Regions from separate parts of the Mus musculus genome. Here regions 1 and 2 are each linked to region 3. A link is a contact called in public ChIA-PET and HiChIP or PLAC-seq data. All regions are on one chromosome and are shown on one strand. Each heading gives the region's core, a stretch centred on a gene start, on an enhancer-like site or on the middle of the called end of the contact. The rest is flanking DNA. Distances are from core to core; before and after follow the strand shown.

What was found. ChIA-PET counts read pairs in DNA pulled down with a chosen protein or histone mark. HiChIP or PLAC-seq counts read pairs in DNA pulled down with a chosen protein or histone mark.
Region 1: a contact with region 3 is called in an H3K27ac HiChIP or PLAC-seq map of thymic regulatory T cells, with 5 times the contacts expected there. The contact joins two enhancer-like sites. A contact is called at or near these places in 2 of 39 promoter capture datasets (hippocampal neurons and liver) and 5 of 115 datasets of contacts at active chromatin or transcription factors (acute myeloid leukemia, embryonic forebrain, neural tube and 2 more).
Region 2: a contact with region 3 is called in an RNA polymerase II ChIA-PET map of memory CD8 T cells, with 17 read pairs. The contact joins the promoter of Nsmaf here to the enhancer-like site in region 3. A contact is called at or near these places in 6 of 484 Hi-C or Micro-C datasets (CD4 T cells, CD8 T cells, embryonic stem cells and 2 more), 2 of 115 datasets of contacts at active chromatin or transcription factors (astrocytes and memory CD8 T cells) and 1 of 9 other capture datasets (liver).

What each region holds. Positions count from the first base shown.
Region 1 is chr4:7,533,238-7,535,937 of GRCm38.p6, forward strand. No RefSeq gene overlaps it. Among named protein-coding and RNA genes, the nearest start is that of 8430436N08Rik, 26 kb to the right of the region's middle. Within about 2 kb of position 1,259, at least 10 of the 459 cell types and tissues checked have an H3K27ac peak or open chromatin away from gene starts, as enhancers often do. A contact at or near this core is called in regulatory T cell precursor and thymic regulatory T cells, where this site is marked.
Region 2 is chr4:6,452,914-6,455,613 of GRCm38.p6, forward strand. It overlaps Nsmaf (neutral sphingomyelinase (N-SMase) activation associated factor), which reads right to left and starts at 1,358. Exons shown (of 31, transcript NM_010945.2): 1 at 1,072-1,358. The coding sequence starts at 1,130.
Region 3 is chr4:6,969,355-6,972,090 of GRCm38.p6, forward strand. The region is part of intron 1 of Tox (thymocyte selection-associated high mobility group box); the gene reads right to left. Among named protein-coding and RNA genes, the nearest start is that of Tox, 20 kb to the right of the region's middle. Within about 2 kb of position 1,322, at least 22 of the 459 cell types and tissues checked have an H3K27ac peak or open chromatin away from gene starts, as enhancers often do. A contact at or near this core is called in CD8 T cells, embryonic stem cells, memory CD8 T cells and 3 more, where this site is marked.

The DNA of each region.
Region 1 (2,700 bases), core at 9-2,508, 560 kb after region 3:
CAATGTAGTGTCCCATCAAGCATCATTGTTTGGGCAAGATTAATCCTCCAAATACTGGTGTTGATTCTATATTGGATATTTATAATTTATGCTAGTTATTTACTACATGAAAATATAAATATTTAGCGCTGTTGTGGCATGGGTAAATACAAGAGTTTTTGTGGACAAGTGTGGAATTTTGGCCTTATTATACTTTTTTCTCTAGGAATCATCTAATCTTTTTTCAAACTGTGGCATGCTTACTTGTTCAATAAAGATAATCACAACCTACTTCTTATAGTTTGTGTCAAAAGGAAAACAGAATTCTTTGTGTGACCATTGATTTTGTTATTGGTGAGTTACAAGGTCACAAAATGGCCAAAAGAATATTATAGGCAAAAAGGGGTTTTTCACTTTTAAATGTGGAAGGTTCTATTTAAAGTGTAGATACAAAAATATGAAAAGCTCTTGGTGATATCATTGTAATAACACGTTTTTTCCAAATGAGTCTGGGAAAAATTATAATGGGGGCCATTTTATGGCCCTATTGGAACTTGTCCTGATACAGTAGTGCTATCTCTCACATATTGGGAAATACCTTTCCATCATATGATCCCTTCTTTTAAATCAAGCTTTTCCACAAGGTTCCCCTTTCCTTTCTTAGAAGTGCATAAGAATTCATAAGATCTCAGTAACACGTAGACGTGAGAATATGGAAGGTGGTGTTTGTGTAAACTGTATTACTAAGGGTCAGGGCCCTGGAATTGATTCATATACTGCATGCTGCCTCAAGAGGATTTGCTCATATGTATTCAAGTCACAGCTGAGAAACATCAAATACTAAAATATTTGCACCACAAATGCAAGTCTAACACAAATATACAGGATTTAGATAAAAGAACAGAAAATCTACACTATCACTTAGTTTATTCCAATCATGTTCAATGATAATGGATTCTAAAAGTTATAGAGAGATGGAAGAAAAGTGACATATTGCTAGCATTATCCACCATTGTTCAGCAAATGTTTATTGAGTTATAACCAGCCCATTAGAGCAGTAGGACTAGCCTAGTAATATTTATGTAGATTCATTAGTATAGCTATTCCCTGATTTTACTGTGATACACACAGTTAAAATGTGATTTTATAAAAAAGCCAATGCACAGTGGCTCACAGCAGACTGTTAAGCGAGAAGCAGCAACAGTAGCTCCACCGCCTCAGCGCAAATGGCTTCTCTGCTTTTTGACAAAGGGGATTCAAGCAAGCAAACCTGCACGCCTACCAAAGCCACACCTCACCTCAGAGTGTGGTTTAAGAACTCATCAAAGCCATGCCTGACTCAACAGCAGCCTCTAAATCACAAACTGATTTAACTGGAGAATACAAATGTCTCCTGTACACAAACTATTCTACTCACTTTCACAACTCCCTGCAGGTGAAATGACTTTCACTGTCTTCACTCACACTGTGTCTGAGGCAGGCCTGATGGTGCACACTCTGGAAGACTGAGCCAAGCATATCTCAGGGCCAGCCTGTCTCAAAAGGAAGAAGGTAAAGAATATGTACAACTCCCCGGAATAAGAAGTACCTTCTATGTGGAGCAGGGGAGGCAACTCAGTAGTAGAATACTTCACAAATAAAGCCCTGAGAATGATTTTAGTAACAGAAAATCAAAAGGAGACAGACACAACCCAAAAAGTCAGAAGAGTTCCTTTAACTTTCTTGTATCCATTTTATTTTAAAGATTTAATTCTATTCATTAGTTGATAAATAGACTTATATTTATTAATTTAAATTAAAATGTTAGTAGACACCTATAACAAACCCAATATTAATAATTTCATGATAGATTTTAAAATCCAGAATTCTCTGTGACCACTAAATTAGCTATATTTTAGTTGATGATTATAATTATAATTTTTTGGTCTTTGAAAATTATAATATTTTCAATTAAACAAGAAAGCACTCGACTTTTCCTGATTACAGTGTATCATTGATATCTCATACAATATTTCAGTCTCATAAATAGGTCTTATAAATCCCTAAAAGGACACTACTTTGTCTCAGAGTACAACGCAAGGAGGACATTTACTCTGCCAAACTACTTTTTCAACTATCTTACAAATAGTAACAATCAAAGCCCCTTTTAGTCCTAAAACAAACAATAAACTAGTCAAGCCCCTGTCTGCAGCTGTTCTTATGACACTTGAGTGGGTAGAGAATGGATGGAATGTTTTCCAGGGCCAAAAAGAGGGAGTGGGTGGGTTGGGGACCAGGGTGGGGGGAGGGTATAGGGGACTTTCAGGATAGCATTTGAAATGTAAATGAAGAAAATATCTAATAAAAAAATTGTTAAAAAAAAGAATGACTGAAATGTGTTGTATTCTGTTAATGCGTTTCCTAGTAATGAAAGAGTTGTAATTATTTTAGTGAAAACCACAATAAATTCTATTATGTTTTTATGATAGTAAGCTCTTCCATCTAAACAGTGTTATTCTTCTTGTTTTGTCTGCTTTTCCATCTTAGAAGGGAAATTGTCCTTAAAACTAGTAAATGAGGCACTTGTTCTTGCAAAGATTATATGCTCCAGTACAGGGGAATGCCAGGGCCAGGAAGCAGGAGTGGGGAGCAGGGTGGGGGGAGGGTTTAGGGGACTTTGGGGAATAGCATTTGAAATGTAAATGAAGATAATACCTAATTAAAAAAGTACATTAAAAAATT
Region 2 (2,700 bases), core at 108-2,607, 520 kb before region 3:
TTCAAAATAAAAATTTGGGGTGATCAGGAAGTAGAAATCAGCTGCTGGTGCTGAGTGTAGGGAAGAGTTGATGCTGGCAGCTGATAAATGTTTGGGCTGGGAGCACTCCTACCTTGGAGTACTGTGAACATATGTACATAATATGTAAACAAACCAGCATTTGCTGGAAATAACCGGGGCAGCGAGTTCCTCTAACATTACAGAGCAGCGTAAGACGATTAAAATAAGTCAGAATCTACGACAAAACACCCCCTGTCCGATTTCGCTGTTTATCACAGGATTGTTACAAATGACTAAGTCCTAGAAACATGACAGGCCACGCGTTTAAAACATTTCAAATGTTAATCTGAATGCTCTTCAATGTAACACAGAGCACCAACAAGTCTTAACAAGTCGTCGGGTGCCAGACAAAGAAATTCCATTTAAATTCCGGAGGTGGAAAGGTAATTTCAGCGCGGACCACCCTGCCAGCCCACTACATCTTAGAGAGAGATGCGGGGCTTGGGGAAGAGGGCGGGTTGAGCAATAGCTACAGGTGAAGCCTCCGCAGAGCACCCAGAATAAAAGCTGCACCTGCATTTCCTGGCATAGCCTGCTTCGCTGGATCCACTCAGCAACAACGTGACCGTCGGATCCCGGCTCCCACAGACAAACCCGCATCTCAAAACAAACAAACAAAAATGTAGCCCGCGTTCCCGCTGGAACCACAGCTGGGTCACAAAACCAACCGCCCTGGGAGGGACCCACGGGGCGGAAGTGCGCTTTCCTGTGCGGGGACGGGATCTGAGGGAGGCCGGAGCTCTACCCACGTCCTCCCTGGGCCGCGGCTGACCGCGGCCGCCCCGCCGCACGCGCTTCCCCAACAGCCTCCCATGCAGGGCGCGGAGGGTCGGTGGGGAGACGCCGGCGTGGGACGGCGGGCGGGCGGGCGCGGGGACCGCCCTGCCTTCGCGTCCCCAGGCGCCCCCGCCAGCCGGGCCCACCCGCGCGCGGCTCTGCGGCCCCGGAGGCGGCCGCGGCCTGCAGGAGAGTCCCCGGCTGCCGCCCGGCCCGGCCTCCCGCCCCGCGCACCTCTCCTTGGAGTAGAGCTGCAGCTGCTGCTCGCGCTGCCTCTTCCGGGTGAACGCCATGGAGGCCCAGGGCTCGCAGGCCGCCGACTGTCCCGAGCAGTCCCGAGCGGCCGCACCGGGCGGGCAGGCGGGCGGGCGGCCGGGAGCCCCACGCTGCGCCCCAGGGCCCGCGGCGTCCGGACGGCGCTCACCGCAGCATCCTCGCGTGGGGACTCGGGCGACGCCGTGACTCAGGCCCGGAGGAGGGGCGCGCAGTGACCTGAGGCCGCGGGAGCCGCGTCCTACACTGCCCCGACTAACCTCTGCAGCGCTGCTGCGGCGAGGATACCTCCCACGTGAGCCTGAGACCTGCCCGGGAGCCCCCCAGTTCGTTGGCGGCGGGGATTTGAAATAACAAGGTTTTTGGATGTTTAGTCCCAAATTTCAGTCTTTGAAATAAATAATCGATGGGATTTTATTTTATTTTTTTCGCCCGTGTATGGTGTAGCGGTTCTTAGTAATATTCATATTTAGGTTGCAACTATTATCACAGTGATGGGATATTTTTACTATCTCAAAAAGAAACCTTTACCTTTTAGCAATCACTACTCCTAGGTGCATCTCCACAAACCTTTGCCCTAGAAAACAGTACTTAACTTTCTGTCTCTGTGAATTTGCCTAGCCTGGACATCTAGAATAAAAACATCCATACAATATGTGGTCTTTGTGTCTGATTTCTTTCATTTAGCACAATGCTTCCAAGGTTCGTCTGAGGTATAGCACAAGTCAACATTCTATTCCTTTTTATCACGGAAGTGTATTCCATTGTATCACACACTGCATTCCTGTTAATATATTCAACAGTTGCCAGGCACAGCAGTGTTCCCACCTTTTGGCTATAAGCATTCACGTACCCGTTTATGTGTGTAAATGCTTTCATTTCTGTTGAGTGAAGTCGAAATCAAAGGGTGGAGTTTCTAGACTGTTTTAATAAGTCCATCTGTGAACTCTGAAAGTCTGCTACTGTGCTTTCAAAGTATCCATTTAACTCCCACTAGCAGTAAAGAAAGGTTCTTACCTTCAACAATACTTACCTTTTATATTCTGTCCTGCCAACTATGACTCGTATTTCATTGGGGTTATGATTTCTCAATACCCTGAGAATACGCTGGATATTGCTTACCTTTAAGGGACTCTCAAATAACAAGCCTCTAAGTTGTGTGTGTTGAAACACTCCTAGTGTTGGCTTAAGAATCAAGTTCTGCAGGGTTGAAAAAAAAGCACAACAATGGCAACAATTAGCTGTCCTTCATCACTGGCAGCATGTGGGGGAAGATCGGAAGTCATAACTGAAGAGACCTGAGTACCCTATGTCAGTGAATCTCTTCCTTTTATCCGAGTGCTGCACAGACTCTGTAACTACCCTAATGGTCCTTGGGAACGAGCTTGTGTGCATGTGTGCACAATGACATAAGATTATGAGAATGGCTAAGATACCATCTGAAAATTTTCTGTGTGGCAAATAGTATAGTAGATGCTATGGACTCAAAGGAGAGAAATTAATTTGGCTGGAATAAAGTAATTAAAAAATAGACCAGAATCTAAGTTTTCTTTTCATTAAACATTGAGGAAAGATGTGGTCCTGGTAGTG
Region 3 (2,736 bases), core at 72-2,571:
TAGTTTAACCACATTCCAGAGCATTCGAAAAATCACGTATAAAACATGGTTAACATTAATCGTATAGATATTTAATTATTCCAAGATTACTGAGATAGCTAATTTTATGTCAACTTGACACAAGCTAGAGTCATCATAGAGGAGAGATCTTTGAGAAAATACTTCCATATCAGGCTGATGGCAAGCCTGTAGAATATTTTGTTAATTAGTAATTGATATGAGAAGGCGCAGTCCATTGTGGGTGGTACAGCTCTGGGCTGCTCATCCTGGGTTCTATAAGAAAGCAGGCTGAGTAGGCCAAGAGGAACAAGTTAGTGAGTAACAAACACCCCTCTACGACCTCTGCATCAGCTCCTGCATCTATGTTCCTGCCCTGTTTTAGTTCCTGTTTTAAGTACCTTTGATGTGAATGCATAAGCCAATTTAACTGTTTCTTCTCCAATTTGCTTTTGGTCACGGGGTTTCATCATGGTCATAGTAACCCTGACTAAGGGAAATAGTCCACAAAATAACTACATTGATAATAATAAAAATGAAGCACATTATTAGAAAACAAGGCTCCTATAAGATGAAATAACTTGAGTGTCCTTGACATCCTAACTGTTCTGCTGGCCTGCTGGCCTGCTGGCCTGCTGGCCTGTGTCTTGAATGTCCTGGCAGGAACTCTCCTCACCTCAGTTACAGGAATGCATGGAGCTGGCTGCTGAAGGTCCTGTGTGGTGATCTCCCTTAGGATGGATTCATTCCTCAAGCACTGGTCACGCGATTGATTTAACTATGTCTCTGAACTACAAACAGCCTCAGCTTCCTCTGTTGTATCCCTTTCTCCACCCTGCTCCATGGCAGAACTTGACATTGCAAATACTTGCATTGAAAATTGTAATGGGACATTGCCAATTAAAGGATAATTGTTAATTATCAAGTTACTAATAAAATTACAAGTTTAATGGTGATGTCTCTTTCACACTCTTATTATCACCTGGTAAAACAGACTAACATAAAATGACTATAATTAGTTTATTTTAAACACCCATTAGCATGTCCAGTAATATCACCAGCCATTTGAACAGCATGGACTCCATTTCTGACATACTTTAGTAGGTATCTGCTCATCTAGACTGTGGAAGTTTACCTCTGACTAACCTCAAATCAAAGCTGAAAGTGACAAGTGACTCGTACAGACAGGTCTATCTCATCTCCAAGGCGAAAGGCGGTTCCTTTTATCAACAATAAAAGTTCCCTTTATCAACAATTGCACTGTAATATCTTAGAAGCCGCTCTTTAAACCTTGTGACACACATCAATTGTGAGTCTATAAGTAGTTAAGAGCCTGAAACTCAACCCAGAAATCCACAACAAAGCTGTTGTGAGTCCTGCCTTACAGACTATGGTTGAAAGATCATTTCCGGCAATTTTGGAGAAAACAAAAGGTTACTAGAGGTGCAGAGGTACACAAGGCTAAGTCTCTTCTGTCACCTTGCAGCTCTTAGAATACCTCAGGGTAACTACTGCTGAGAAAACACAGCCAGTCAGTGCCAGGTGAAGAAGCCCTTTTCCTCCCATTCTCTCCAGCCCTGTATCCAAGCAGGGTGTCTCACACAAACTGGCTCAGAAATTTCCCGGATGCATTAGACTCCTTTATGCTTGCTTTCTTTCTTTTCTTATATATGTTATTGCCTATACCAGATTTGATAGAAAATTAGAGTATCATCTCAATTCAAAAGATTACACACAAGTAATTTACAGCCACCATTGATAGGATACGATGCTTATGTTTATGTAACAAGTCCAAGCATTCCGGATCAAATGGTTTATACAGGATGGTAAAGAAATCTCCCATGTTTTCTTGGGGGATTAGAAATCAGCTACTTTCAAAGTTGTAGACTATGTAAACCTGATGGTTTGTGAATATGTGACAATAATAATTTTGTATTATTATAAGTAATTATTATAATAAATTATATATTTTATATAAATAAAGTATTATAACTAATAATTATTCTCTCCTTGTGTCTTATACACAAATGTTTCTTTAGTGATGTCTAAATTGGTGGCTGCCAAACCGGTTTGCCAAAGCATATTCATCTTCCTTCACGAAGATATTTCTAAATTTTGGTCAAAATAAATCATGTGTCTTTGCTTCAACAGAGACTTGCCATTCCTTAGTCAGGGGAAGGAGACAGAACCTTGATGCTGCTAAGGTAAGAAGTGTGGGAGGCAGAATGAACCAGAGTGAACCAGAGTGAAATGGACAGATGAGATAAAACATCCAAAAATATGGCCCCATGAGCACCTAAGGAAAGGAGTCATCAACTTGAACAGTAAGAAAGGACCCAGGAAGCCATGCAAGGTTCCTTTCTCTATCTTCTGACACTTAAAAAACTTACTAAAAATGAATCTCTAGAATACTCACTTGTATGTGGGAAACAAAATGCTGAAGAACTTACTGAATATCTAAAGTAAGACCTATTTTTTTTTATGTTTTTCTCTCTGTATTTTCTTATTTTTCGAACGACTTTTTTGTTCCCAAATCAAGAACTTGTTAAAGTCAGGAACCCTACCTCTCGGAATCCTAATAGCTATTGCTTTTGAAAGGAACAGCCTGAGTTGATAGGTGGGCAGTGAATTTGTAAGTTTGCATAGTCCTCACTTATCACTGAGTCAGAATTGCTGGGGTTTGTGATAGCAACAGAAGAACCCTAGCAATGATATCCATAAATCTACCAGTGGAGTGGA